Linked DNA regions of Mus musculus: all the other regions are linked to region 4. A link is a contact called in public HiChIP or PLAC-seq and promoter capture Hi-C data. All regions are on one chromosome and are shown on one strand. Each heading gives the region's core, a stretch centred on a gene start, on an enhancer-like site or on the middle of the called end of the contact. The rest is flanking DNA. Distances are from core to core; before and after follow the strand shown.

Region 1 (4,409 bases), core at 132-2,631, 520 kb after region 4:
CTTAATCTCTTACTAACTTGGGGAAAGAAAGATCAATCATTTACTCAGTGACTCAAAGGGTTCCCCCTCCCAACTGTTACTTCAGTTTGTCTGTTGTTTCTTTGGGACTTGAAGCAAACAGCATCGAAGTGAAAACTGCATCTAAGTAATTCTCCTGGAGCCTTTTGGTCACTAGTGTTCCTTAGCCCCGCCCCCTTTTCATTAGTCTACGCTCAGTTGAAGATTTCTGACAGGCTTTTCTTCTTTTTGGTTTCTGTGCATCTATTGGAGAGACTTCCAACTTAAAACGGAATAAAAAACCAGCACTGGGCTTTATCGCTTTTCCTTGCTTCGTTTTTATCTTCCACCTACTTTTGCATGGGCATGTTTTAACCAAGGGGATGAAGGAGCGTTCTTCTACCTTCTCCACAGAAGGGAACAGTGGTCAAAAGGGACAGTGTTTAACTTTCTTCTGCATAAAAGAATCCACTGTTTTGATTAGTTATTATAGGGAAAAAGGAAATCAAAACGAATTTGGTCCCTTCACAATCTACACTCAGTGCTGCTATAGAACTGTCCCTCCACCCTCCACTGCACATTGCCTAGAAAAGGATCGCATCTATTCCCGAATGACCTAATGATTACACCAAGGTGGCTCACTGAAAACCTTCCACTAAGTCACACTGCATCAAATGGTGCTAAGTTTAAGTAGGCCACCTAGGTGCACCCCAAGAAACAACACCCTTCTATTCCCTTTCATTCACAGGAAAAATTTCACCTTTTAGAATCACGTTCCCGCAATGGCGTGAAAATACAGTCCACCTGAAACTCATCAATCCGGGACTAGGGGATCCCAAATATTGTTATTTGCTCCTTAAACCACCGGCAGCCACCCTGCTTAACACCTAGAGGCCGACCCAACACTTCCGGCATGATGATGTGCTAGAGTGCAGACTCCATCATTTAAGATCCCACGGCTGTGGGGTGACTCTTCACATTTGCAGTCCCCCTCCACTTGTCCGCCACGACTCCTAAGGACGCCGCCCTCACGGGCTGGGTATTTGATCTGGGGGCCAAGCGTTTCCAGACTTTTGTCCTCTGGCCCGAGCGGGGAGCAACGCCCGCGTCCCAGGCGCCAACGAGACCCGTGCGGGGAGCAGCCGCGGGGCCCCACCTGTCCGTCCTGAACCCTGCGGCTCGTCCTTGCGGCCGGTGCTGCGCCTGCGGCTGGGGCACGCGCCTCGGACACCGGTACGGGGCGGCAGTTGGCCTCGGGGGGCATAGCCCGGCGCCCGCAGACTGCGCCGAGACCCCGGCGACCCGGCGTTCCCGGCCGCGCGAGCGCGCTCGGTTGGTGCGCGCGCCGCTCCGCCCCGCCCGCCCGGCGCGCGCCCCCTGCGCGGCCGGGGTGGATCCAGCGCACTCCCCTCCCCCGAGCGCCGGCGGCAGGCGCTGAATGAGAGACGCCGACTGCTCGGTTGGGCGAGCGATTGCCTCGGAGCCGCGGGCGAAGCGGAGGCGACGGCCGCGGCTGCACAGGTCGGCGTGGCGTGCGGGCGTGTGGGGAGGCGCGGGCAATGGCGGCGGCGGCCGCGGTGCGCGGCGCGGGAGGGCGGGCTGCGGGTCGCTCGCGGTCCCGCGGTGGCGGAGGCCCCGGCGTCGCCTCAGCCTCTCAGGTGAGCCGGGGCCGGGCCCCGCCGCGCCAGCCACACCCCCTCTCGGCCGGGGCGCCTGCACCCCCGTCACCGAGCCGAGGCGGGTGACCTGTTGCGGGGCCGAACCGCCCGCGGAGCGCGGGGTGAGCGGCGCCGCGGCGGCGGAGGCCGCGTGCGGACACGGAGGGGGGTCCCGCACCGCCGCGCTAGCTGCCCGCAGCGCCTGGGATTCCTTTGCTGTGTGGGCTTAGGCGGGCTCGTAAACACCGGGCTCGGGGAGGCGATGGGGAGCTGACCTGGAAGGGAGCCCGGACCTGTGCGCTGCCGCCGCGGCTCCCCGCCCCCCTCGAAGCGCTTTTCCTGCCGCCGTGTGCGGTGTAGACGCAGGCGGGTTTCAGGGTGCGTGGGCGTGTTTGGGAAGAAGCTGCGAGCTGATAGGAGGTACCTTAGTGCGAATGTTAATTTGTTTGAGCTGGGAGGGGTGAGGGAGGAGGAAGAAAGGGGCCTGTTGGTGGCCGTGGAGGAGGGGCGTTTGCAACCCCAAATCCCTCTGCAGAAAGCGCTCTCCACCGAAAGCATCCAGCGTCTTTTGTTTAAGATCGGAGGATGAAAGCACGGGCGGCAGTTAATTGAGCCTTTCCTCGTAGGTGCTCTGCATCCCCTCCCCACCCCCACACCCCGTCTTAGTACGCTGAAGTAGCTATAGAGCTTTGTTTCGGTGTTGGTGTTTGTTTATGAGTTGACTTTGGCGTTGTTTATGTAATGTTTACCATCCGGTGTACTCGAGGTCGTGTGTCTTTGAAGATGACCATTCGAATTTTGTGGAACTTTTCATTCCTTGCATGAGAGAGTACCGCAGTGCCACAGTTCGTTAACTTGCAAACTGTAAAAGCCTGTCCCACCCAGATATGATTGTTCGGGCTGTAGCATCATAAATGTAGTAAGTGTAATACTGTTACTGCAGGAGTGGGATTTGTAACCAAACAGTATTATTTTAATAATAATAACCTCTACTGAATGTGTGTAGTCATGAAGCTTCAAAAATGTGGAAAATTGCTTGTCTTAGCCACATGTATATATTAAATGTGTCTATTAGAGTTCCCATGAATGGTTTAAGTATAGTTATTTGAGCTTAAATTCTGGCATAGTAATTTTAAAATAGTAAAACCCAGTCCATTCTATCTCACCATGCATTGATTTCAGGAATTTGACTTTTTCTGCAAATACTGTTCTCTATCTTTTATTCACCAGATTGCAGCAGAAGTTGAAAGATCTGCTTGTGTGTCAAGATCCTAGTATACTTTTTGATATTACAGTATCAGGGAGGATACACCCAAAAATTCTGAGAGAAAATAAAATTTAAAAGATAGCTATGAACCAGACATGTGTGAGTAATGAATGCAATTTGTGTGCATTTTAAAAACGAGCTTACAATTAAAATTGGGGCAGTGGTTGCCTTTGGTGAAAGATGGCTTTGTTGGTAATAATAATTTGATTGCAACTTGAAACTTTTTTTTTTTTTTTTTTTTTTTTGAGGCAGAGCCTCACTATGTAGCTCTAGCTGTCGGTGGAATTCACTACATAGACCAGGCTGGCTTCTAACTGGCTGAGATCTGCCTGACTCTGCCTATGAGGAGTTGGGATCAAAAGCTCCTTTTAAGCTCTTGTCCAGAGGGTCAATTCTTCTAAACACACAGAGTATCTCCGCGTCCCGCTGTGTCCTGATGGGTGTGGAGGGGATGCTGCAGCGCACAAACGCACACGTGCTGTGATGGAGATAAAGTCATCAGTGGGCAGCTCTGTTAGTGTAGAAGTGAAAACTCAGGATGCCTTTTGAGTTAGGATACTGCTTGCATTTTTCCTTCTGAGGATAGAAGGAACTGTTAGTGAATAAAAGCATCAAGACAGTTGTCTTAAACTGTGCTTGTGTTTATACACACTAGGTATCCGGCTTCCAAACATATCTAAATATTACTCTACCTGGAGTCAGAGGGTGTGTGGTTTATATGTGGCTAGACAATTAATCTGTTGGTTTATATACTTAAATGAAATGTGTGCTGATATTCTTGTCTTGGTATTTACTTGTTTGTAAGAGTCTTCAGGAGAAGTAAGCCGACATCCCCCCAGGGAAATGGCATTCTACCCGTCTGTTAAAGAAAAATCTTACTGGATTCCAAGGGGCTGATGAGAAGAGATTAGTTTATGCTCTGATTAATAATCATGGTGACATGCATTGGTGTAGATCTTTGTAGATTTCAGAGCTTTAAAAGTATTTACCCTACGCAGGCATTAGTCTCTCCACTTCAGAGTGGGAGGCCAGCTATCAGTAATCATACAGGGATCCCAGGCCTAGACTGTTGTTTCTAGAGTGTGATGTGCCCAGTCCCATCCTGTCCCCCCCCCCCCCCCACTCCCCCGGTCTCTGGAGTGGAGACTTTGGGAAAATGCACAGCTGGGGACTTAGTGTACTGCTAGCTTCCAGAAGTTTCTAAGGAGTTTTTAACCGCTAATCTATTATTTGAAATTGCCTTCCTTTTCTCTAAAGCTCTGCTTTCCTTTGATATGGAAAACGAACACATACAAGCTTTTGAGAATAAAATACATTAAAATGGATCCTGTGTTTTGAATATTAGCTTTTGTTTAATGTTTGCTTTTGAGATAGTTACTTTTGTCTGCACTTCACACTTTTTATAGTTATCTAGTATTCAATGAAAACATAATTCAGATAGCTTGAAATAGGTCCCGTGGAAAAAAGTGAGTTTATGGCATTACTCC
Region 2 (4,809 bases), core at 2,043-4,542, 780 kb after region 4:
TGAGACCTTTACAGACTGATTCCTAAACTGCAGGTAGGGGTGGGGTGGGCTGGGGTGGGCTGGGGTGGTAGAGCAGCCAGACTGGGCTCAGCCCAGTGATAGGCTTCTTGCAGCAAGGCCGCATCTCCCAGTCCTTCTAATTGTTCTCAGGTAGTTCCACTCCCTGGTGACTAAGCTCTTTAAATATCTGAGTCTATGAAGGCCATTCCCATTCAGGCTGCCACATTCCATTACCTCACCCCAGAGGCTCTGACCCACATCCTAATGCAAAATCCCATTTCTTTCAACATCCAAACTCTCCAGAGTCTTTCACAGTCTCCGTGCTGTTCAAAAGTCCAAAGACTCAAGGCAGTCTCTTAACTGTAACGCACTGTAAAATCAAAATGAAGAAGCAGATCACACACTTCCAACATATAATGGCACAGAATATACATTTCTGTTACAAAAGGGAACAGAGGGGAGCCTATGAAGGAACACTGGACCAAAGCAAGAATGAAATCCAGCAGGGGGCTGGTGAGATGGCTCAGTGGTTAAGAGTGCCGACTGCTCTTCCAAAGGTCCTAAGTTCAAATCCCACAACCACATGGTGGCTCACAACCATCCGTAACAAAAATCTGATGCCCTCTTCTGGAGTGTCTGAAGACAGCTACAGTGTGCTTACATATAATAAATAAATAAATATTTAAAAAAAAAAAAACACACACAAAAAGAAAAAAAAAAAAGAAATCCAGCAGGGAAGACTTCAAATTCTGTTGTTAGACTCTAACAATCGCGTGGTTCACACTCTCAGTAGCTCCCCTTGGCAGGCATCCCAGGGGCTTTGGCATCTCCAACATCTTGGGATCTCCAACCCAGTCCAAGCTTTTCTGTACCAGCTTGTCCAGGTGTCCATGCAGGACTCCCCTGGGTCCTAAAGCCAGAGTAGCATGGCCGAAGCTGTCAAGTTCTGTTTGCTAGCTCAGGATCCTGCCCACTTCGTCTTCATACTTTCAACCACAAGCACAGAGCAGAGCAAACTTGAAATGGCGTGAGACTTTAAACATGTTTGTTGTTTTGGGTTTTGAGACAGGGTTTCTCTGTGTAGTCCTTGCTTTCTTGGAGGAACTCGCTCTGTAGACCAGAGCTGGCCTCGAACTTAGAGATCTACACTTCAAGTTCTGCGTTTACGGACAAGTTCTTAGGCAATGCCTTGGATCTTTAGACTGCTTGACTAGTTGGCGAGCCCTCACGGCTTCCTGTAATTCCCACAGTGGCCTCTAGGTGTCCCCATGGCCCACGCGCTCTTCCTGATGTTTACATCCACTAGTCCCACAAGAATGGGATGTGACGAATTTACAGAAATACTTAGAGACTGATCCAAACCCCGGTGTACAATCCGGTTGTTGTTTCATTGTGGGGCCGACTTCTTGGTGAAACCTTTACCTCAAGATTTTTTTTTTAAAGATTTATTTATTGCTGGGCGTGGTGGCGCACACCTTTAATCCCAGCACTTGGGAGGTAGAGGCAGGTGGATTTCTGAGTTCGAGGCCAGCCTGGTCTACAAAGTGAGTTCCAGGACAGCCAGGGCTATACAGAGAAACCCTGTCTCGAAAAAACAAAAAAACAAAAAAACCAAAAAAAACAAAAACAAGAAACCCAAACAAATAAACAACAACAAAAAGATTTATTTATTTATTTAATGTATGTATACTGTAGCTGTCTTCAGACACACCAGAAGATGGCATCAGATCTCATTACGGATGGTTGTAAGCCACCATGTGGTTGCTGGGATTTGAACTCAGGACCTTCGGAAGAGCAGTCAGTGATCTTAACCGCTGAGCCACCTCACCAGCCCCCACCTCAAGATTTTTTTATTGCTTTGTTTAAACTATACAAGCATAGCCATTTAATTATTTTACAAAGATATAAAATGCATACATCTAGAAAAGAACAGCCTCTTTAACAAATGGTGCTGATAAACTGGATATCCACATAGAAGACTGATTTCTGCTGTCTCTCACCCAACATAGCAATCAGTTCAAAGTGAACTGGTCTACCAAGTGAGTTCTAGGACAGCCAGGGCTACACAGAGAAACCTTGTCTCGAAAACAAAACAGGCAAACAAAAAATCCAAACAATAACAAAAACCCATAGTATGTTAGACTGTCATGCATGCTCAGATATTTATTTTACTTATTTACAAATTTTATTTATTTATTTTATTTATTTATTTACAACTAAGTGTAAAGAAGTGGGTCAGTTTCCTGCCACCTTGGCAAGCACCCGAGAGTTATCAAAGAAACAGTTTATTTGGTTCATAACCTTGAAGGTCAAGTTCACTACTTACAGACCTCTGGGAAAGGTGGGCAGAGTGCATCGTGGCGGGAGCAATTGGTAGAACAAAACTGCTCACCCACAATTCTCTTTCAAGAACATGCCCCCACCCCAGTAACCCAAAGACCTCCACTAGGGCTCACTTCTAATTTCCACCACCTTCCTCCTGATGCCAAGCTGGGAACCAAGCCTGAGTTTTTGGTGTTTTCTAAATATTGACAGGGTCTCACTATGTAACTGTAGCTGGCTTGGCACTCAGTATGTAGACAAGGCTAGCTTTGAACTCAGAGAGCTGTGCCTGCCTCTGCCTCTGCCTCCTGGTGCATCTGATCAGGTTTTAAAACCTAGCTATGCGTGGGCAAGTACTTAGCCTAACATCTGTAATTCTCACATGATACAATTTCCTCTTAACCCGGGGTTTTCCCGAACTCAAATACCATCCTACCCTACTTCTTGCTTCTGCTAGACTGGCATCCATGAAAGCCTGCTGCTGCTCACTGCTCTCTACTGTTTCATTTTCCTCTTTAGAGGACCAGGCCACCCAGCTCTCCACTGCTCACACTCTTCGGACTGCTTCTGCACCCAGCTGACTCCCCTGACAACAAAAAAACGCTCCCTGCTCAGACGGTTTCATCACCCTCCTGTTGGCAGAAAGCTGACCTACGAGGGCAGGGCACCAAAAGGGGTTCTTATGTGGGAGGCGCAGCTGAATGGCTGGCAGTGGCCATTTCGTGGCCACTTGAGGCCACAGGCATGCCCCAGAATAGCCTGCATCCCGAGGGGCAGACAGGGGCTCAGGATTCCTGCAGTCCGGGACACCAGTTTGAGTTTCATTTCGGATGGGTCTCTGGTCTGAATCGAAACTTGGTTCCATTAGGATGGGTTGCTCAGTCAGCCTCTGCGAGGGCGGAGCGGTCACCACGGCGACGCCAATCCTGGGCCGCGCCGGCTGGTGGGTGTCGATGAGTCCTGGGTCCCGGGACTCTTGGAGGCGGAAGCGCTCGCTCCGGTCATGTTTCTTGGCGCTCTCTGGTTGCTGCTGCTCCTGCCGCTGCGCCCCCCGGGAGCGCAGGGCCAGGAGGCCGACGAGCCCACCCCTTGGCCGAGCGTCAAAGGCCTGAAGGAGCAGCTGAGGAAGGCCGGTGCCCTCTCCAAACGGTACTGGGAGCTTTTCAGCTGCACCTTGTGGCCCGATCACTGTGAAGACCAGGAGACCCCCGTGCCGCCTCTGGGTAAGAGCGGTCCCCGCCGCCGACCCCTCGCTCACCTGCCAGTCTCACTCTTAAGCACTGCGTACTGCAGGCCTGCATCAGGGGCCTGGTCACTGCACCCCACCTCCGCACGACTCTAGGTGCAGCCCCTAGGGACAACTAAAGGTCTGGCTGCTCTGCCGCCCCTCACCTGCCCTGATTTCTCTAGACACTCAAGCCTCCCCATTCTTGCTCGCTTTATTGATGATGGTTTAAGGAAAGCCGTTTGTAGACATACTTGGTGATTGTCCCAACCCCAGATACTTTCACTTCTAAGGCTTAGAGAGGAAGCGCTGGGGCGTACGAGGGAACCTGGCTGTGAGTTGGGACCTGAACTCTGGTTTGGGCGCTGTCACACTGAGAAACCTCAGGACTGTCTCTCTTGTCCCTATCTTGCCATCTCATAGCATTTCCTTTCCAGGCTGGAGCCTTCCTCTGTGGGGCCGGCGGTCGCTGGATGTGCTCACTGCATGGCTCTGTCGCTTTCAGGACTGCTGCAGCGGCGGCGGCGATTGCAGGATCTCCAACAACTTGACAGGTTGGAGCTGACGTGATTTTCAGGGTTCAGGTATCTGGGGGAGGGGGTTGGTGAGTATGGAGAAGCGACTGGTGAGAAACCTACCCCTCACGGGTCTGCAATTATTTGAGGACCTCTCTGACAAGACTTTGAACTCCACGATTTCCAGAAAGGACACTCTCCAACAATAGGGACGACAAAACAGCAGCACTGATAGTGCCCTTAGCGGATGTTACATTATACCAACTAGGAAAAGTGCCCAAATACTTGCTATGTGGCTGTTTTCAAAATACTAGTCCTCAGGAGAGCCAGGCAAGTACTTCATCCCTCAGCCCTCCTGGGTTTTTGTTGTTTGTTTTGTTTGTTTGTTTTTTAGAGTATGGAGATACTTAGTGATTTGTTTATAAAAAGATTAAGAAGTTTAAGATATGTTCTATGGGGTTGTGGGGAGGTATGGAAAGGGGGTGCCTCAGTGGGCCCATGCCAAGGCATCCCTTCCCGCTGAAGGGCCAGCAGGGGAAGAAAGGGGAGTTAAGAGGGTAGTAGAGGCAGAGGAAGGAGAGAGAGACAGAGACGGAGAGGCCGGCCTTGAGCACGTGGAGAGAGGGGGAAGGGAAGGGGGAAGCGAAGAGCCCAAGAGAGAAGCAAGCGGGAAGCAAGAGTAAGTAAGGGAGGAGGGGTAAGCAGCCCCTTTTACAAAGGGTCAGGCCTTTGTGGGGAGGAGCATAC
Region 3 (4,377 bases), core at 1,012-3,511, 980 kb after region 4:
CACTTCTGCTGTTCTGTGGAGATCCTTCTCTATATTCTATATAAAATAGGTAAAAAAAAAAAAAAAAAGAAAAGAAAAAAAATAGATGAAAACAAACAAGAAAACACATACACAAAAACAACAAAGCCCAGGTTGGCTGTGGTGTTTCTCCACCCCCACCCCCACTCCCTTCAATACCAGCTGAGGCAGGTGGATGAATGAGTTAGAGGGCTTCACAGTGAGGCCTTGGTTTAATTCCCTTCCTCCCCCAGGAACCCTTTATCTTCTTCCCTTTGAACTTATGAAAAAGAATCCAAACAGCAGGATTGGGCTCCTGCTCAAGGCTCCAACCTCTGTGTGCTCTACCCTCCCCCCAAGTGTGCTCCAGCCTCCTGCGCCTCAGAGCAGCCAGAGCCCTTCAGGACCAGGCTCATCCCACTCACTGTTCTTCCTGCCTGTGGCTGGGATTGCTAATTCTTCCTTATTTGGGTCTTAGTTCAGACTACCTCAGAAAAATCAGCCTTTCCTCTGTCTTTACAAAACGTAAGTGGTTAATCATATGCAATTCATGTCATCCAACTCTCTGTGTTCTTTTATGACAACCTGGGAAACCTTTAAAATTAATCATGGCATTCTTTCGCATCTTTTCCTGACCACTCTCTATTTTTTTCCTAACACTTATCACTACTTGCAATTGTCTTATTTTTCTCCCGGTGGCTGCTTCTGTTTTAATTCATGGTTGTGCCTTGACTCGTGCCTTGAAGTAACGGGACATTCAAGTCATTTAAAAAGTGTCCTTGGGACTAAATAATCAAAAGATGATTTGGATTGATTTAGGACATAGATAAAGCAGTTTAGGCCTTGGACTTCTCAAAAGCAAAGATATGAGTGAATTTAGGGTAAAGGTGGGTGAAAGAGAAAGCTAAACGGACTGGAGAGACACTGTCGGCCTGCAAAATTGAACTTCTGTTCTTCCTACTTCATCTTCTTTCTATCTTCCTTCCTTCCTTCCTTCCTTCCTTTCTTTCTTTCTTTCTTTCTTTCTTTCTTTCTTTCTTTCTTTCTTTCTTTCTTTCTTTCTTTCTTTCTTCCTTTCTATCTACCCTACCTACCTACCTACCTACCTACCTACCTACCTATTTACCTACAGGGTCTCTTTGCAAAGCCCTGGCTGTCTTGGAACTCACTATGTGGACCAGGCTGGCTTCCAAATCACAGAGATCCACCTGCCTCTGCCTCCCAGCTGCTGGGATTAAATATGTGCATCACCAAGCTCAGGAGCTGTATACCAGCTCTGTATTTTTATTTTTAACTGACTAAATGGAACAGTGAATAGGCAAGTGTCTCTACCAAGAGTCCCAATAGAAGTGAATTTTTAGTCCCAAATGTTCTAACTGGTGGGATAGGAGGAGGTGGAAGCAAAGGCAGTTGAGTGCTTCCAAATGCTATCACCAAACTGTTGACAGAACCATTAAACACAGTTGTCCCAGAGAGGGCAAAAACTGGGCACACCTGTGCAGAGCCCAGCTGCTCTAAGGCGAGCAGTGTTGCCTGCTATGGGCTAACAGGGGAACTCCTTTTGTGAAAGATCTCCAGAGCAGGCAATTCATGCAAGCCTCAGGCATTGTTTAGGGTATTTGACTAGGAAAGGAATGGTCAGCTGGACAGATTAGGGACTGACTGAAAGATTAACGAAGCCAGTTTAGCTGACACTGTTTTGCAGGCCGACAGTATCTCTCCAGTCTGTTTAATTTTCTCTTTTACCCACCTTTACCCTAAATTCATTCACATCTTTGCTTTTGAGAAATCCAAGGCCTAATCTGCTTTCTTTACCTATGTCCTAAATCTATCTGTATCTTTTTTTTTTTTTTTTGATTATTTAGTTCCCAAGGATGCTTTTTAAATTACTTGATTGTCCCATAATTTCAAGTGACTCACTTCTGTCTTATCTAAGTTGTGTGTTGTTGAAGGACAGACTGAGTCAAGTAGAATTTAGACCACAAAGCAACTTATGACAGGTTTTTTTGCCACTGCTTCTGTCTTATTCCTTAACGGTCAGTATCAGACTCCGCCTTGTCCCATCTCGCAGGCTGCCTTTTCAAACTCTAAGGAAGTTGACTTGGCCTCCTCGTAGCCACACTGGAGGAGAGTTGGGGTGGAGCCAGAAAGCCAGGTAGCTAGAGAAGCCCAGTGGGTACCCTAGATATGGGAGGGGGCGTGGCAGTGGGCGTTGCCGGACGCCGCAGGACCACCAATGGCATCCCGGAGCTCGGGGCGATGCGCGTGACGCAGCCGCGGGCTGGGAGGTTGGGGCGGAGAACGGGGGTGGGGGCCTGCGCTTTATCTTCCTCCGTAGCCCGGCTGGCGGCGTAGCGGGCCGGCGAAGGGACATCCTAGTCTCCGACCGTCCTGCGGCCGCCCAGCCTACCGCCTAGACCGCCGCAGCTGCCCTCCGCTCGCAGGTAACCTCAAGCTTCCGCTCCCCTCCTCCTTTCCTGACCAGGTCCACCCTGAGCCCGAGAAGAAGGGGACTGCGGTGGCGGCGCCGCTCCGGCTCTGCGGGCCTGGCCTGGGCCGGACTGTCCCACCCGGACGCTGTCTGCTGCCTGGGGAGGGTCCCGCTGAGTTTGGAGGGGAGAGCGGGAAAGTTACCCGCAGCCATCCAATGCATCCGATGACTGGCAGCCTTTTCATTATTAGTGATGGTTTGATGTCCCCTCCGAATCATGTGGCGTCTCTCAAGCCAGTCAGTAGTGAAGAAAGTTGAGAATTAGAAGTCATTGCACTCTTTGAAAAGCGACATTAAAAAAAAAAAAAAACCGCTCAGGAAATCAGCTTTCTTTCTTTCTTTCTTTCTTTTTTTTTCTTATTTTCTTTTTTTTTTTTTTTTGATGTGGGCGGAGGAAATGTATATATATATGAAGGGAAAGATGGCACTACCAGGCACCAGACTCTATATGGGCCAGGGAAAAACCTGTTTCAAGCTCATATTCTGTTTTTAAGTAGCGGGGGGGTGGGGGGGGATTAAGTGTCTGTCTTTGATCTTAAGTGCTAATAGACACGTAACTTAAGCAATATATATATTCAGCGGTTTTTTGGGAGGAGACATTGTTGTAAGCTCCAGTCTCTGCATTTTATATAAAACTCCTTGGTCACTGTAATACTTAAGTAGTTGCCACTGTGTCTCCCCCGCCCCCCCAAACTTCTTGCCTTCTTCAAGAATGCAGAATCCAACTTGAATACTTCTTTTTCTTTTGTTTGCTTTCAACTGGGAAATATAAATGACTTGGTTTTTTGAAAAGCCAGCTCAGGCGGCACAGGAGTGGGGCTTGCGAAGAGCTCTGATGCTGTGAAGAGTAAGGAGAGGAAACGTGGAGAAGCACACGGCTTAGCTTGTCACGTGCTTGGAACTGGTCAGGGGTTTCACGTTCTTTCAGGACTCAGACCCAGCTCTAGGCGCCTGAGCTCCTGCTATCTTAAAGGCTGGGCGGGTTCTTCAGGCTCTAGCTCTCCTTCCTTGTGCCTGGAAAGCTGCTTCTTATCTCCTGGACCATTTTCCCCGGGGGCCTTATTCCCCTTCTTCCGCCGCCCCCTAAGCATTCCTCAAATCAAAGATCACTTCCCGGTGGGAGCCACTGGTCAGTCTGAGCCTGTTAGCATTCTGAAGTCTCCTTACCAGCAGGAATCATCTGTAGTAAATAGATGCTTTGTTTTATAGTGAATTTCACGAGGTTAGTCTATCTTTTCTGTGTCTTCTCAGTATCTTGCAGGAATAGAACTAAATAAGAGTGTGGGGGGGGTGTCAAAAAAGGAACTTTGAGAAAAAACATTAACTTTAGGCCTTAACATAGGAGTGAGTGCCTGTTTCCTATGGAAGTTTCATTTGTCAGACAGGACTCTTAGAATTGTGTCCGTCCCCCCCCCGCCGTGTTGGATAACTAGTTATATTTAGTCATTTGTAAGTAAAGTAAACTCAGATGTATATAAAATTTGCTCAAGTACTCATATTCTTTAGTCTTGTTAATTGACCCTGTTCTGTTAGCTTCTTGAAAAAGTTGTAGGGTTGCCAGGTGAGTTCAAGGACAGCCAGGCTATACAGAGAAGAAACCTTGTCTTGAAAAACCAAACCAACCAACCAACCAACCAACCAAAAAACCTACAAAAGCCTCTCCCACCCCCCCCCCAAACCAAACCAAAACACCCCCTAAAAATGTACACATTATGCTTTGGACTGTTAATTTCCTCCCCTCTCTCCCTCCCTCCCTTCCCCCTGTCCTTCCCTTCTTTCTGTGGGCAGGATCTCATGGAGCCCAGGCTGTTCTAACACTGGGTAGTTGAGAATGATCTTGAATTACTGCTTCTCCTGCCTCAACCCCGCAAATGCTAGGACTCTAGGTG
Region 4 (4,482 bases), core at 1,389-3,888:
ATGCTGGAATTTGAGTAGCTCGAACCCGGGAGGACAGCCTAGATCCCTGTCTTCTATGCTCTTGACAAAGTCATCACTGAGGTAGAACTACAACCACATGGCCAGCAGTTTCTCTAGAGCAGTGGTTTTCAACCTTCCTAATGCTGCGACCATTTAACACAGTTCCTCATGTGGTGGTGAGCCCCAACCATAAAATTATTTTCATTGCTACTTCATAACCGCAATTTGCTACTGTCATGAGTTGTAAGGTAAATGCCTTGGTATGCAAGGTATCTGAGATGGGACCCCTGTGAAAGGGTCATCTGTAGTGGCTATTCCTGGTTGTCAACTTGACTATATTTGGAATGAACTACAATCCAGAATTGAAAGGCTCACCAGTGACCCTTATCTGGAGGCTTGGAGATCCTTATCTGGATCTTGGTTAGGAGATCTTGAGCCATAGTGGCTATGGATTCCAGAAGATTAAATCTCCGAGTTTAAGGAACACACCTTTAATCTGGGCTACACCTTTGATCTGGGATTAAAGGTGTGGTGGAACACACCTTTAATCTGGGCTACACCTTCTGTTGGAAACAATATAAGGACATTGGAAGAAGGGAGTCTAGCTCTGGCTCCTTCGCCTGCTTGCTGTGTGAGACTGAGTAACTGCTAGATCCTTGGACTTCCATTCACAGCTGCGACTGAACAATTGTTGGGAATTGGGCTGCCGACTGTAAGTCATCAATAAATTCCTTTACTATCTAGAGACTGTCCATAAGTTCTGTGACTCTAGAGAACCCTGACTAATACAGTCATCCAACCCCTAAAGGGGTCACAATCCATAGCTGAGAACCACTACTCTAGACCTTTTGAGGAGCCAGTGAGTTTCAAAAGGTGGTGGGTCCAGGACCATCATCACTGGCATCATCTGCGATTTGGTTAGAAATTCAAACTTCACCTTGTGTTGGGGTGAAGTTTGCCCTTAACGACAGCACTGAGAAGACAGAGATGGGCAGATTTCTATGAGTTCCAGGCCAGCTAGGGATACATAATGAGACTCTTGTCTTAAAAAAAAAAAAAAAAAAAAGAAGTTCCAACTTTGAGGCCACACCCCATACTGACTCATACATGGGAAGATAGGAGAGGCTCAGCAACCTGTCTGAACAGGCCCAGAGAACTCTGGTGCTCATCAGAGAATGCAGCCCACAAGGGTGGGGATCCCAAAAGGTGCCAGCTGGAATCCCAGATCAATGTGCTCTACGTGTTTACGTTTACTGGAGAGGTGGCGGGTTGGTTAGAAGCCATTCTTTATCTATCAAAATCATTCATTTCTCAGTTCTTTAAGTATGTGCCACATGCCAGGGCCCGTTGCAAACTCCAGGGATTTAAAGGCAAAGAAAAATAACATAAAAACACTCTCAGAAGCTAGCTCCTTACAATGCAAACAGCAAAACTGGGGAGCCCATGCCTCCGCATCCAAAAACTGGAGTACTTATTGACTGGTGGATAGCATGTCCACTGTCCTCAAGACACTCCACCTTGGTTTAAAAACAACTTAGCCAAGAGTAGGGAGGCATTTCTGCACTCCGGAGACTGACACAAGAAGACTGTAAGTTCAGTTCCAGCCTGGATGACATGGTGTTATCCCAGAAATGAATGACTCAAGATGAGGGAAGTTGAATGGCTGTGATCACCCTCTCTTCCAATAATCTGTTTTAACCACAGGCCCCATTTGGGTGACCTTTACAACTGTAGCTGCATCTCTGCCTCTCATGAGCGACCCCTAACATGAAGATACTCTTGCGTACTCCACCCTGTTTCAAATTGTCATTCTCTACTACATATGTGTCACACGCTGTCACCAAAGTGGTCAACAGGCAAGGCCAAGGTGACTTCCACATTTCCTGGCAGGAAAAGGATCTCATCCCAAATTACAGCAGGACATAAGAGGAGCCCAGGCTTGTATTCTTCATGAGATAGATTGGGATGGGGGCAATGGTTCGGGGACCCGTACATAATTTGATACTGACCCTGAAGAGGGGCTAAGCAAAGGATAAGGGTCCTTTTGTCTGTATTGTTATGTAAAGTCCTGTGTAAATCAGACACAGTTTCTAAGGCAACGGCTCTGGAGCTCTCTGAGAGGCCTATGCTTGAGATTTGAGGGAGGGCTTCCTTGACATTTCTAGCCTTTCCGTGAACCTTGAAAGGGCTTGACCTTCCAACCTAAAGTGGGTGCGCTCCAGCCTCTGGTCGCCCCCTACGCTTGGGAACTAGGATTTTGACCGAAGCAGGAAGCCCACGAGTGCTGGGCCGAGAAAGTCAGAGGCTCTGAACTATACAAGGAGGCATCCCGGGGTCAAGCTTGTCACCCTACCTCCTGTGGCCCGACGGGGCGGGGAGCCACCTCTTGAATGGTCAGGGGCTGCTTCAACTCGGTGCAGAGTGCAGCTCGGTAGTGCCGGCCTTGGCCCTGCCAGGCTTGCCTGCAACAAAGAAAAGGGAGCTGGTTTTCTCAGCAGTACCCCTGGGGTCTGTAAGGGGGCCGGGGGGGGGGCGGGGGGGGGGGGAGTTGGGCTTGCACCTGCAGAGCCACACCGGAGGGAGGCAACGCGTACACAGCCTTGCTGCCATGGCCAGCTGAAGTCGCGAGGGGCGTGGCCAGCATGTGGCAGGAAGAGCTCTGGGGAGAGCGGAAAGGCGTCCCAGGACGTGCCTGCTCTGGCCGGGTGACCTGACCGGCAGGCGGAGCTCTTGTCTGTCTGTGCAGGGGACTGTCAGCCCCACACCACTTCTAGGGTTAGACCAAACAGTGTGTGCAACCCTTGATCTCTTCGCTGGTTCTGGAAAACAAAAAGGAAGCATGAGGGAAATGATTCGATCACCCCAGATTAAGAGTCTTTGAGACAGGGTCTCATTAGGTAGCTCTCACAGTGTTGACCAGGCTGGCCTAGAACATGTCATCTTCCTGCCTCTTGTTTCCTGAGTGCTGGAACTACAGGGTGTGCCTGGAAGACTATTAAATCTGTGTTTGGTAACATTTCAGTAGTAGTTCTGGGGTTCTTTCTAAGAAAGAAGTCCAAAATGCACAGGTGAATCCTTTGATGTCTACATTTGAACTGCTAGAGTTCTTGCCACTAATTTTCTCACACAGGACTAATTATGATAAAAAAAACTAAACTGTTACCAATAGTCTGGTGTTAACTGATCCTGAACAAATCCAAAGAGAATATCCAATTAAAGACAAGCCAGCTGGGCACACGCCTGTAATCCCAGGGCCCAGGAGACAGAGACAAGAAAACTGAACATTCGAATCAGCCAGAGCTACATTGTAAGACCTGTCTCCGATAAAAATAAAAATAAATTAACATGATGACACATGCCTTTAATCCCATCACTCAGAAGGCAAAGATAGGTAAATCTTGGTAAATTTGAGGCCAACTTAGTCTACATAGCCAGTTCCTGGCCAGCCAGGACTACATAGAGAAACCCTGTCTTAAAATATTAGTTAGTAAAAAAATAAATAAAAAGTCAGCCCAAAACTTAATGACTCTCATGCTCCAAAGGTTTACCCCTTGGTAAATGTGATTCAGTGATGACATAAGCCTTAGGGGCACAGGTATGCCCTAGAAGAACCAAAAATAATACTACTGTCTATATGAAATAGTATATAAAATTGCTTTGGCATTGGCAAGATAACTGAGTGGGTAAGGGTGCTTGCTATCAAGGTTGATAAGCTAAATTCAACCCCCAGACGTCACATGGTAGAAAGAGAGACCCTACTCCCAAAAATTGTCCTTTAACCTCCAAATGCTGACCTTACACATGAACCATGTACATGTATGTACACACACACACACACACACACACGTTAGTATTAGATGTAGATCTATCTGACCTATTTAAAACAGCAAGTGACTATACGCCAGCAATGTATGTGAGGTACATGCTATGCTGGAAAGAATGGAAGACTATATCATTGGATAAATAGATTTAACGACAGCATGGCATCTTTGGAAGACATCTGGCCAGAGGGTATAGGCCACAGGTTGAAATCCAGTTCTACCACCTCTTTGGCCACCTCCCTAATGGTTCTCGCCCTCAATTAACTCTTCCATAAGAGAAGGCATTGAGCAGGAACGAACAGCAATTGAATGGAGGAAACTGTAAAGCGAAAAGGAAGGATGCATTTCTGAGTTTATGACCTAAAGGCTTTGAGGGCTGAGGAACCCAAGAACAAATAAGCCCCTCAGGTGTGCAGTAGGCGCTGTCATCATAATCGTACCCGTTGGGAATTTTCAGCTCCACATACAAACAACCGAAGGGAAGCAATGTCTACAATGGGAGATGATTTCTTTTAAAAAACCCATGGCTCCAATGAGACAGGCAGGAAAGCACTCTGTAAACGGCATATAAACCAAGCATGTAAGATGAACTTGGGACCTGGAGATGTAGCTCAGTGCTATGGTGCTCACCCTGGCAAACTAGAGGCCCTGGGTTCAATCT
Region 5 (4,610 bases), core at 791-3,290, 620 kb after region 4:
GGGAACTTTTAAATTAAAAGCTTGAGGAATATTTGGGGTGTTGGTCTACTCTGCCTTGAGTCACTATGGTTCGTAAAATCAATCATAAGATTTAAGATGGTGTTCAAAGCTCCTTCCGGTCGCTGTTTGTTCTTTGCTTCCTTGTTCCATCAGTGATGAGCGCATTGTCTCTTTAATTGGAGTTAAGAGACATCTTTAAGTAGTAGACTAGATATAAGCGAAGAATTGATTTTTAAAATTTGTTCACTCTCACATTGTCTAAAAATACTTTCTTATTTAATGTTTCCCACGTATGTTCAGTGAAAGCGCCATAGATATGTCACCTCGTAACCCTTCCTATTTATGTTGGGTTTCTCCTAGGTCTCAGGGGAATGTGGAAAATTAGTTACAGTCACTCAAGTTTGAACTGCGCCTTTGCCTGGTGGGTTTTAGAAAAGGGGTAAAAAAGCTTGTGCACTTATATTCATATTCTTAGTAGTATTTCTCTGTACTGTATTGCCAGCTATAAGGAGGATAAAAGCTGCCTTCCCTTCCCTTCCCTTCCCTTTGGCTGTACCCTGCACTGAGAGAAGCCAAAGGCATTGAAGTTAGCTGAGGAGCACTGACTGGCCAGGTGGAAGACCTTCCTAAGAATAGCCCTGGAAATGTCCCCAAAATAGACAGACGTGATCATTTGTGATTCGTTCGCACGCACACAGACACACACGTGCATTCGCTCTGTGAAATGCCTGCATAGGTGAGTGAGACTTGCTTTCATCGTGGCAGGAGCCACGGAGATGATGGTGTTTCAGATGGAGTATGATTTCGAGATTTTACAGACTCTCCTGTAAAATACGTATTTAACAGAGCTCAGAGTTGAGAGTTTTAATGTTTAAGCAAAGTTGAAAAAACAAAATCTGAACATTACTATTATTTGTTTGTTGAAAATTCCTACCACTAAAGATTAAAAGTCAGGGAATCCTCCCACCATAACCGCTTGCTGTCTTTGGTGTTAAAGCTTGCTGTTGGTGAGTAGCAATTTCATAATTCTCATGACTAACCAAGCCCCCCAATAGAATGTTGAGGGCATGCTCCTGCCTCTTAGGGACAGTTAGGAAGGTTATTTTATTTTTATTTTTTTAAAACAGGCTTTTGGCCTTGCCAGTTTTTCTTCAGTACTGACATTTTCTGAGTTCATATGCTTAATCCTGGTGACCCTGACAGGTCTCAATCCTGACCTTGAAGGAGGTTTTAATTATTGTTTGTATCAATATTACTTTTCCAAGGAATTTCCAGCTTTAATCTGTTGCTGAAATGAAATTTCTGTTGTAGGAAATTGTTTAAAATGATTAATCATAACAAGAAATAACATAGATTAACAAAGACTCAGAAGAGTTTTGTTCAGTTGTAACTGAGATTCTGTTGCAAGCATTCAGCTGACCAGCTCTTAGCTTTGTTTTGTAGCCATACTTTGAAAATCGCAGTAGTTGGTGCACGTCTTTACACACACACCAGTGTTCAGAAGAGAAACTCACCGCGCTCACAGTTGTTTCCTTTATCCTACATCCTTCGCTGTGTAAGCCTTAGGCATTTACTGAGTTACTTGTAAAATTTTGTAATGTCACTAGAGCATTTGTGTTTAGAACCCAGCATGTATGTCTCAATCTGTAGTCACATATGAAGCACTTCATGACTATTTTTACAGAAAGATGCAAAACAAAACCTTCAGATACAAATTGGCAGCATCTTCTAAAGTTCCCTGAGAAATCTCTTACTTTCTAGTACAAAGGACAATGATGCATTTGACATAGAATTTTGAATAAATCTAAGAGAAATATTAAAATACCTTTGTTGTCTGTTGAAAAAAGCGAGTCCGTGAACGTGCGTCCTTGCCCTTGCTCTCTGAGATCAGTGTAGAAGTTTGTTCGGCTTTACTTCAGAGGTAACTGCGTTTTTTGCTCTGACCGGTGAATCCAAGGAGTAAGGAACTTCTTTTCACAGCACTAATGGACTGAGTTTGCTGGGCCACCTATGTAACTTGGGGCTATCTGTGGACTTCTCTAATGCAGCAGAGAAGGTTCTGTGCCTGTGCTGTCTGCTGCATGGAAATGTGCAGAAACCAGCCGCAGCTGACAGACTGTCCACACAGTCCGAAGAGTGATTCCCTCTCGTTCTCAGTAGACTCAAGTTCAGCCCACATATTACGTCATTAGAAAAGAGCTGGAGCCAGGAGAGGGGGTAGGAACCTCCTCCTTAGGATTTCCTCTCGCTGCCGAGGTGGGGCTGGGGGAGCTGGATCAGCAGGAGGCTGAATAGCTCTAACAAGGAGAGATTGTGTGCAGGTTGAAGGAAGGGCACCATCTGGAAACAGGCTATCATAGTTCAGCAGGCAATTATAAAATAAACATTTTAGTCTGCCTGCCACAGAGCTTTTGAGTTGGAAGAGAGAGAGAGAGAGAGAGAGAGAGAGAGAGAAAGGAAGAAAAGAAAAGAAAAGAAAAGAAAAGAAAAGAAAAGAAAAGAAAAGAAAAGAAATCCACTTTAGAAGTAGCTGCAGGCTGTAAGGAGCTAGACTTTCCCCAGAAGCAGCCACCTAACAGTGCTATTCTGACAGCCTCCGGGACGCTTAAAATTGTAAGTAATTGTGTAATGTTTAAGAGAAAATTGCTTTTATTAGCTTGACCTTTAATCTCAGCACTCGGAAGGCAGTTGAATCCCTATGAACTTGAGGCCAGCCTGGAATACACAGTGAGCTCCAGGCCAGCCAGGGCTAATAAGTGAGAATCTGACTGAAGAAACACACACACACGCACACACATGCACACACTGCAGACCAGCCAGGGCTAGTGAGAACCTGACTCACACACACACACACACCCCTTGTTTTTATATGTAGTCACCTAAAACAAGGGAAACTGGTAAATCTGGTGAAAGAAAAATCTTAAATTCTGTAATACATAATTGATGCTTTTTCTGATCTTAAGTTCTGTGATAGGTAATATACTTGCCTATAAAATTATGCCTCCTGTCCTAGCTAGGGTTGCTGTTGCTGTGAAGAAACACCATGACCAAAGACAACTTAGGAAAAGGTTGATTTGGCTTACACTTCTACATCACTGTTCATCACCAAAGGAAGTCAGGATAGGAACTCAAACAGGGGAGGAACCTGGAGGCAGGAGCTAAGGCAGAGGCCATGGAGGAGTGCTACTTACTGGCTTGCTCAGCCTGCTTTATAGCACCCAGCCATAGGACCACCAGCTCAGGGGTGACTGGGCCCTTTCACATCAATCACTAAGAAAATTTCCTCCAGGCTTGCCCTCAGCTGGATCTCATGGAGGCATTTTCAGTTGAGGCTTCCTCCTCTAGCTTGTGTCAAGATGAGTTAAAACTAGTCAATTCAGTGTCAATTGTCAAAATAAGGTGGTGGTTGTTGTTGTTGTTGTTGTTAGTTGATTGGTATCATTTAAAAACAAACACAACCCTGAATTAAAAGAAAAAAAGAAAACCCAAAGGATCGTTGACTCCCCATTGACTGTGAACTGAAGATGAATCATCATGTCCTCTGGCCCAGCCTTTTCTACTATAAAAATAGGTTCCAAAAGAGCAAAAGAGTAAGTCTTGAATAACTATTTTTTTCATGAAACAAATATTTAGTAATTCAATAGCTAAGGAAACCCGAATTTCAACATCTTCAATAGCTTGGCTTAATGCTCAATGATAAGTAGAACCTGAGTTTTTAACTCTCACTCAAAAGCATCGCTTTCTTGGCATCCTAGTTGCTGAATGAGGCCTTGGGGCTTCTCATGCTACACACGCTGTGTGCTTTCACCCCCCTCACTGCCTTAACTCCTTCCAGTTGTCTTGTAGGACCTGTATCCTTTACTTACTGGACGAGGTTGTTACCACTTTTGTAGAAGTATTTCTTAGAACGCCTCTGTCATATTTAAATATATAAGGGGCTGTAAACTTTAAATAATAAATAAGCCAACTAGAATCTTAACAGGAAAATGCTGATGGTTATTGGTGGTTACTATGTCAACAGCCATGAGGGTCTATGAGGCTGTACTGTTTGTTGCCATCTATTCTGGGTTCTGTTTTTTTTTTTTTTTTTTAGGGAAAGCAAGTGATTGGAGTTTTCCTGGACCCTTTTCAGATTTTCACGGGGACAGATAAGATAGTAGCTTCTAAGCTCTGGTTTGTGTCCCACAGTTACTGAGTGGTGTTTTCATTCACTACTACTAGTCGGATTGGGAGATGGGAGATGGTTCCTCTGAGCTTTAAGTTTGAGAGTTATTTAGCTTTCTTACTTGAACAATTTCTGTTACTAACCATCATTTTTCAAAAATTGGAGTGACAGATTTTAGGACCACATAACACTTGATTTGGCTTGTTTCATGGAAAATTAAACATGGAGATGAGTTCTGTGGAAAATCCTGAAAAGCAGAACTAAGGAACTACAGAGAGTGCGCTGTAGAGTGAGGTGTAATGGCAGCCATGGAGAACAGTGAAAGGAGCCCCCAAGGACGAGAAGCTAGGAAAGTGGAAAGGAGGAACAGTGGAGCAAAGAGGGAGGGAGGAGACGTAGCTCAGCCGTCCTGCTTGCCTGTCCTGCTTGCCTAGCATGCGGAGGC

The links. Promoter capture Hi-C pulls out the DNA fragments that hold promoters and counts their contacts. HiChIP or PLAC-seq counts read pairs in DNA pulled down with a chosen protein or histone mark. Capture Hi-C pulls out chosen DNA fragments and counts their contacts.
Region 1: a contact with region 4 is called in a promoter capture Hi-C map of liver, with 2.1 times the contacts expected there. The contact joins the promoter of Ralgps2 here to the promoter of Cryzl2 in region 4. A contact is called at or near these places in 6 of 39 promoter capture datasets (the 3T3-L1 cell line, embryonic stem cells, liver and 1 more), 4 of 484 Hi-C or Micro-C datasets (cardiomyocytes, cerebral cortex, granulocyte-monocyte progenitors and 1 more), 4 of 115 datasets of contacts at active chromatin or transcription factors (embryonic stem cells, microglia, pancreatic cancer cells and 1 more) and 3 of 9 other capture datasets (adipose tissue, embryonic stem cells and liver).
Region 2: a promoter capture Hi-C map of pancreatic islet shows a contact between it and region 4. The contact joins the promoter of Tor3a here to the promoter of Cryzl2 in region 4. A contact is called at or near these places in 1 of 39 promoter capture datasets (frontonasal cranial neural crest), 2 of 115 datasets of contacts at active chromatin or transcription factors (embryonic stem cells and pancreatic cancer cells) and 1 of 9 other capture datasets (pancreatic islet).
Region 3: a FOXA1 HiChIP or PLAC-seq map of pancreatic cancer cells shows a contact between it and region 4. The contact joins the promoter of Soat1 here to the promoter of Cryzl2 in region 4. A contact is called at or near these places in 1 of 39 promoter capture datasets (pre-B cells) and 1 of 115 datasets of contacts at active chromatin or transcription factors (pancreatic cancer cells).
Region 5: a contact with region 4 is called in a promoter capture Hi-C map of stem cell-derived epiblast-like cells, with 4 times the contacts expected there. The contact joins the promoter of Angptl1 here to the promoter of Cryzl2 in region 4. A contact is called at or near these places in 3 of 39 promoter capture datasets (liver and stem cell-derived epiblast-like cells) and 1 of 9 other capture datasets (liver).

What each region holds. Positions count from the first base shown.
Region 1 is chr1:156,936,598-156,941,006 of GRCm38.p6, reverse strand. It overlaps Ralgps2 (Ral GEF with PH domain and SH3 binding motif 2), which reads left to right and starts at 1,381. Exons shown (of 19, transcript NM_001159967.1): 1 at 1,381-1,518. It overlaps 4930439D14Rik (a long non-coding RNA gene), which reads right to left and starts at 2,213. Exons shown (of 2, transcript XR_003948625.1): 1 at 1,949-2,213; 2 at 812-1,880.
Region 2 is chr1:156,672,822-156,677,630 of GRCm38.p6, reverse strand. Tor3a (torsin family 3, member A) reads left to right here and starts at 3,292. Exons shown (of 6, transcript NM_023141.2): 1 at 3,292-3,545; 2 at 3,985-4,101. The coding sequence starts at 3,326.
Region 3 is chr1:156,472,212-156,476,588 of GRCm38.p6, reverse strand. Soat1 (sterol O-acyltransferase 1) reads left to right here and starts at 2,261. Exons shown (of 16, transcript NM_009230.3): 1 at 2,261-2,441. It overlaps Gm39682 (a long non-coding RNA gene), which reads right to left and starts at 30. Exons shown (of 4, transcript XR_865657.1): 1 at 1-30.
Region 4 is chr1:157,456,724-157,461,205 of GRCm38.p6, reverse strand. Cryzl2 (crystallin zeta like 2) reads right to left here and starts at 2,638. Exons shown (of 10, transcript NM_001033284.2): 1 at 2,561-2,638; 2 at 2,354-2,462. The coding sequence starts at 2,610.
Region 5 is chr1:156,836,453-156,841,062 of GRCm38.p6, reverse strand. It overlaps Angptl1 (angiopoietin-like 1), which reads right to left and starts at 2,040. Exons shown (of 5, transcript NM_028333.2): 1 at 1,826-2,040. All of the region lies in intron 8 of Ralgps2 (Ral GEF with PH domain and SH3 binding motif 2), which reads left to right.